Regions from separate parts of the Anser cygnoides genome. Here region 2 is linked to region 1. The links are chromatin contacts, called in public Hi-C maps. All regions are on one chromosome and are shown on one strand. Each heading gives the region's core, a stretch centred on a gene start, on an enhancer-like site or on the middle of the called end of the contact. The rest is flanking DNA. Distances are from core to core; before and after follow the strand shown. Region 1 overlaps NUB1 (negative regulator of ubiquitin like proteins 1). Region 2 overlaps LOC106046948 (a long non-coding RNA gene).

The links. A called contact is a pair of places that touch in the nucleus more often than the background predicts.
Region 2: a Hi-C map of granulosa cells shows a contact between it and region 1, with 1.9 times the contacts expected there. The contact joins two enhancer-like sites. A contact is called at or near these places in 2 of 7 Hi-C or Micro-C datasets (granulosa cells and liver).

The regions. Positions count from the first base shown.
Region 1 is chr2:7,101,824-7,105,119 of Taihu_goose_T2T_genome, forward strand. It overlaps NUB1 (negative regulator of ubiquitin like proteins 1), which reads left to right. Exons shown (of 15, transcript XM_048062356.2): 12 at 680-826; 13 at 1,093-1,191; 14 at 1,958-2,150; 15 at 2,726-3,296. The coding sequence ends at 2,889. Among named protein-coding and RNA genes, the nearest start is that of NUB1, 14 kb to the left of the region's middle. Within about 2 kb of position 1,773, at least 2 of the 3 cell types and tissues checked have open chromatin away from gene starts, as enhancers often do.
Region 2 is chr2:7,442,428-7,445,723 of Taihu_goose_T2T_genome, forward strand. The region is part of intron 1 of LOC106046948 (a long non-coding RNA gene); the gene reads right to left. Among named protein-coding and RNA genes, the nearest start is that of GALNT11, 10 kb to the right of the region's middle. Within about 2 kb of position 1,839, at least 2 of the 3 cell types and tissues checked have open chromatin away from gene starts, as enhancers often do.

The DNA of each region.
Region 1 (3,296 bases), core at 523-3,022:
CTACAGAGGTACATTGGAAGGGTTTGCCCCAGTGTTTGCTACTCAGCTCTTGCCCTGTATGCAAACAAAGCCACCATGGTCAAAGTTATCACTCCTGGCATGGGAGACAGGAGGCTGCACACTCAAGTGCTGTTAGGGAGACCGTGAGGCTGCACTGTATTGCTTTGGGTTTACAAGATCCATGAGGGGAAAAGGCTGTTCTCTGTTGGTGTGAAAGAGGCTGGGGGTGTTGTCTGGATTTGAAGCGCCTGAACTTACTTTTGGTATGTCAAGGTGGCACTTCTGGACTTCAGACACTGAAATGTGGATAGAAAGTCAAATGGCGAAGAGAACTTGCTGGCCACGTGCCCAGTTCTGACTGTATGTCCTTGGCAAGTCTTGTCTACAGGCCCATCTGCCAAATGGGTTTATCACTTACCACAGAGGGCCTATAATAGCTGTGATAGCATAAGAATCTGATCTGCTGAGACTTCAGAGCAGAAGTACAGCCACAGTGCTTGCTCATGGGAATACAACTTTATTTAGGGATGAGTGTCTGGCAGCAAAATCTATATTTAAAACAAGAAATCCTTTTTCCTCAAGAAATTCAAACACAAGTAAATCCAAGAAACCATATGCACCAGAGGAAGGCTGAAGTATTGCCATGCACAGTTAGCTTTGTAATGCTGTGTTCTTGCAGGAAAAAGCACAGATAAGGAGGGAGGAGAGAGCTAAAAGAAGGCAGCGACTAGAAGACATAAACACCTTGAAAAGTATGGGCTATTCAGAGAGAGCTGCTCAAGTAGCTCTTCATCATGCACAAGGAAACCTGGACCAAGCCTTTAAGGTAAGTGGTTTTCAGGAGCAGTGCTTCCGTACCAAAGCAAATACATTTGGGGGGTGAATTGCTTAGCAGATTTTCTGCCTTCTGTATTGGTTAGCTCAGAGCAACCCTTTTTTGAACTGTAATGACTGAACTTCCTGACCCAGTGAATCAAACATCAAAGATGGCTGAGGTTTTGCTTGTATCAACCGTAGGGCTAAACAAACATCCATACTGAGGGCTAATATGACTGCATTGCTCTATTCTGACCGCTCTCTGTTTTACTGTAGTTTATTCTGGACAATCCAGAATTATTGTTGGAAAATGATGATGACGATGATCCCGTGGCCATGGACCAGTTTCAAGTATCCCAAGAAAGTATTGATCAAGTAAGTCAGACCTTTTTCTTTCTCGGGAGCTGGTAGTCATGTTTATGAATTATGCCTTCAGCCCCACCAGATCTTCCTTAAGCGAAGCTGTACAAATATTCTTTGTCCCGTGTCCCTCGTGAGCTGTCACACTTCCATTGTCTCACATCCGCCCCTCGCAGTGAACTCGCGCTCCGGCTGAATTGTAATTCCTGTTTACTTCCTGCCCCTCACACCAAGCTGTTGTGCACAAATGCTAAGGGAAGTGTGTGCACCCGAATGCTCTAACCCTAAAAGGACAGCAGATGAGAAACGCATTCAATTCTTTAAGCATATTGTGGTGCACAAGGGAAAGAGTTGGCATGTGCCTTTCTCACCACAGGCCATCTGAAAAACTCCACGATAATTTGTGTGGCTCTGCAATTAGTGTCAGACAGGCAGGAAAACTATACTGCATAGAAAAAGTAAATAGCATTCCAGGAATGTGAATGTGCTGGAGTGCTTTGAAGTTTCCTTTTGAAAACAGACGAAGAGTTGGTCTGATGTTAAACAAGAGGCTCTTGATTCTGCTCAACATCCCCATTCCTTTAATAGGTCACTGCCCTGTTGTTAACTGTTCCAGTAAGCCAGAGTCAGTGTCCTGGAATTCCTGGTATGCAACGCTTTCCTCTGTGCGAGAGGAGTGACTGTCAGACGCACAGTCAGATTCCTGTCAGTCACTGATGCTGAATGAGCTTGGATTTCTCCATATGTACTGATTTTTTTTTTTTTTTCCCTCTCCCTGTAGCTGATGTACATGGGCTTCAGCCATGAGTCGGCAAAGCAAGCTTTAAAGGTCTTTAAAGGCAACATCCACTTAGCTTCTCAGACCCTTGCTCACTATGGGGGAGTTCTGCCTGCCTCATTGCAGCTGTCTTCTGAAGGTTCCAGTCCATCAGAAGAATCTGCTTCATCTAAAGACTCGCCCACAGAGTCTGCAGGTAAGAATTCCTGCGTGCCCCAAGCACCTAACACTAAGCACTCCCACCTACCTGTACTCATCACGCCAATTAGGATTAAAACCAAACCAACCTCTCCCTGCCTGTACCCTTTCAGAGAGCGAGCAGCAAGTTAAGACTGTCATTCTTCCTGGACCTACACCACTGTAGGTGATGATTTTTGGCTTGCTAATACCTGATTTCTGATTGCTAAGAAGTTTTATTCCAAATTTGTGCTGTACAGTAGCTGATTTGACCGCATATCCCATACTGTGATACAGCTGTAACTGATACTCGCCACTTACCAGGGAGGAGCATTGCACTCTCTCTCTCCCCCATGAGCTGTCAGAGCTCTAGGGATCCCCGTTGTACATCTAAGGGCTTTCCTACAGCCTTACACAGTAGGACAATTTGCCATCCTGTAACAGCTTCGGTAGAGCAATTTGAAACAAGAGGTGGTTTTACAGTAACTGGTTCTCGAAGAGCAGTGGTGGTGGTGAAAGGGGGAAAAGTATAAACTTCTTCCAGCAATGAAATCACCGCTGTTTTCTGGGTTTTGTTTTTTTTTTTAATTGAAGGTTCTTCTAGTTCACCGACAGACGAAGACATGGAGACCGATGCAGTCAATGAAATCCTAGAGGATATTCCTGAACATGAAGAGGATTATCTGGATTTAACACTGGAGGAGGAAGAACAGATCATTCATGAATACTTATCCTATATACAAGTACCACAGCATTAAATCTCATTACCTCTACTTCAGTTACATGCTTTTCCCCTGACAAATTGAGTTTGGATTATAAACGCATCTTCAGCTTATCTCTTACTAAATGCCTTGAATTCAGTTAAACTGTAGGTGAAACACTTAATTCCTGCGTATTTATAAATCTGCTTAAAGCCTACATTTGTGATACGTTGTAATTTATTGTCATAGCAGAAAAATAGAAGCGTTTATTTTCAGAAGAAAATTTAATAGAACTTAACTATATTTTTATTGTGAAATAAGTTGATTCACTTAGAATACAGGTAAATAAGCATTTCTATGCCATTTTAAAATACCAGCTTTAAAAATTGTTTGTAAATGAGAAACCTAGCTGATGAGGCTGTAGAGGTAACTATTTACAAACCGTTCTTTTCTTCTGAAAGATT
Region 2 (3,296 bases), core at 589-3,088, 340 kb after region 1:
CCATCACCTAGAGACATAAGTAAACTGAAAGTATACAGTAGCTATTTTTTTCCAAGTTGGGATTCTTGCCATCAAAATGAAGCCAAGGAGATCATTAAACCTGGCTTCGGTAAAACACTGAAAATTCTACCTACCTACTTGCTAAAACCAGGAAATCAGATGCTACAGCCACTGCTGAGGATCAATTTTAAGCCAGATCTCTGACATTAAGCACTACGGTGCCACTGTTTACTGCGGCAGTCTTTGTCTTGTCTGACATTCATTATTTGATGGACCAAGGTTTCCTGAGTTTAAATATATTCAATAATGAACATCAGCTTTATTTAATACAACTTAGTCACTGAGCAAGAAAAGAACCTAGTTTTCAGTTTATCTCTGTAATACATAATGCAAGAATTTTCTGAACCTTTCCTTTGCCCTCTAAGCATAGATCCCATGAAACAAAACCTTTATTTCAATCAAAATTTGCACTTCTTGCTAGACTAGCAGATGAATTGGCTTACCATGCCAAATAAGCAGATGAAACAGATTCACTTAATGAGCTCGGATAAGAGAGGGAATGAAGGAAGAGGAAAAAGAAAAACTAGCCTCACAGTAATTCAAATACATTAGCTAGGCTGCTTCATTCTTCTTTCTGTAGGTGCCAAGGTATGAGAAGTAGACATTGAAAGGTAACTGATAAGCACCCAGGGGTTACTCAGTCTGAAGATAACACTACAGACTATGCCACATAGAGAGCTAGCTCTGTGTGTAGAAGCCTGAATGTCAGAAGCAACCTGGACCTGACAGTATAGAGCTTTCTGAAGGTTAACTGATCCTCCTTCGGAGCAGGGTGAAGACAACAACCGAAGACAGTACAGAAGCTACACGCCTCCTCGTTCAGAGCACCAGGACTTTTAAAGACCATGCAGCTCTAACTCCAAGAATTAGCAGGCTGAATAGCTGCCCTGTTCCTGACGTGCAGTTTTCTCCCAGGTTGATGTGACAGATGGGTGCTGCAACAGGCAGGAATCATATTCAGAATCTGGCTGGGGGAGCATGACAAAGGGCTCACAATCTACACATGTCTAGTTCTTATTCTGCCCACCATTAGGTTACCCTAGCTATCTAATAGGACTTTAAGAAACCTTGCTAGTCTCTCACTTTTTTTTTTTCCTTTATCTTTTTCATGGGTCATTATGGGATAGAAAGAACTAAACTTTTCTGTTTGGACTTTGTTTTGGTCAGGTTTAGGGAGTAAGTATTTTTTGATATAAGTCCCCACTCATATAAAGAATTGTACTTGGAAAGAAAATTTCTGAAGATTTTAGCTAAAAAGTCTTTTTTTTTTTTGTCTTGTATGGACAGTAAATACCTTACACACATGGAAAGGTATACTTATTTTTGTTGTTGTTTTGACTAGTATGGAAAGTCACAAAGCATTTAAGATATGCTGGCTAACTTCTGATTTTGGAAAGGGGGAATATATTTGGTGTTGCTAACCAACCAGCTTTGCATCACCCTTTGAAAGGTAAAATGATTGCAAAGTTTGATATGGCTATACATGACTGGCTACAAGAAGGGCACGTTTGTTTCAAACCTCAGTTGAAACAGATACATTAGAAGGGAATAATCTTAGGAAGATCTCCAAATCCAGTCCCTTTATGACAACTTTGCAGCTCTCAATCCGTTTTTGAAATCACTAAATTGCACATCAAAACATGTGGGGCAGCATACTTCTGCCAAAAAAGTGGTAATAAAACTGACTGGGAGATACATTTCCCGAAGGGAATTCAGGCTATTCAACACATTGCTTACCCTGTGTACTGTTGTGGGGACCCACCTAGTGAAAGCATGAAGAATTGCACCAAATCAGGAAAGGAAAGAAAGGGAATATTGAGCCAAGGAGACAAATAATTGAACAATATAATTTAGAAGCTTGCAAGTGGTGAAACATGTGGCTAGACATGAGAAACCGCAAATTCCAGCCAAACTACATCTAACCACCATCTGGTATTGCTTTGCAACTCTCAGATAACATGGCTCTATAATATGGTAGAGCAGAAACTTGCATTTAAAAGAGGGGATAATATATTTTGGTTTAGCTCAAATTGGTACGGTGCCATTGGGCATCTTTGGGACGTATGCTCAGTATTACCAGTCTGAGAACTGTCACAAACAGGAGTTGGTCTCTGTAAATTCAGAATGGCTTTACTAAAAATCACTAGAAGAGATTTCTCTTTCTCTTTTAAATTTTAATCTGGAAATATAAGACAACTTTTTACACATATGTCAAATTTTCAAGGTCTTATTCCTCTGTCCACAAGGACTGGAGGCTTTCATTACAATGAAAGCTGAATTTCTGACCTTATTTCCTTTGGCAGCAAAGGCTATAAGAACAACACTAGTATTGTTTGGTTTGCAACATATTTTTACATAATGAAATGCTGCAAATTTTGTTACAACCAATACCGATCTGTTCAAAGGGATTTTGCCCTCATTTCCTAAATGCCCTGTCCTCACTCATCTAATTCACAAGAGAACCAAAACTTTCATAATTAATCAATCTCCAAAATATGTCGACATAAAAATCAGCCACCTAGCTAAACCCTGGTATTTTCTCTTAATGATACGAGATGACATGATCTTTTTTCCATCATAAGGACATACAAAAGGGGCAGAGATTTAATATTCAGAAAATAATGAAAATAGCTTGTGAATGAAAACATCTGCCTTTTTTTTGCCATCTCAAGATCCCACAAAAGAAAGTTGCAAATATTGAGTATCCAGTTACAAATGGCTATGTTATAAGGTAGGAATTCCCCCCAAACCTTAATATCACTTGCTTTAGATTCTGCTCATGTGTATACATTTTTAGTTCCACACAGTTTATGTGACTTTATTTCCAGAAGAGTCCTGGAAAACCAGCCCCACAGAACCACTTGCTAGCATCGAGTACTGCCACTTACGGTTGGTGAAGAGCCATGCCAGTTTAGAGGCAAGAACAGGATTTTAGTTTATCTCATCCTTATTACAGTGTTCTTCTCTCTTCCTTGACAAGACTATTGCAAGAAAATCCCTACTCTTCTAAATCTCCCTCATGCCAACTAGCTTAATCTCAGACCTTGAAAATATTTTATTTCCACTTTTTTCTTGTCCCAGTTTTCAGGATACTACTAGGTAATTATTAGCATTTCCATAACAAGGAATACTTTTACCGTTTTCTGCTTAAAAGTCTGCAAACGCATTTGAATACAAAAAGCTCTACCTGAAAACCAGGACTCTGGTGTGAGTCTGTCCTAGCAGTCAGAGCATTG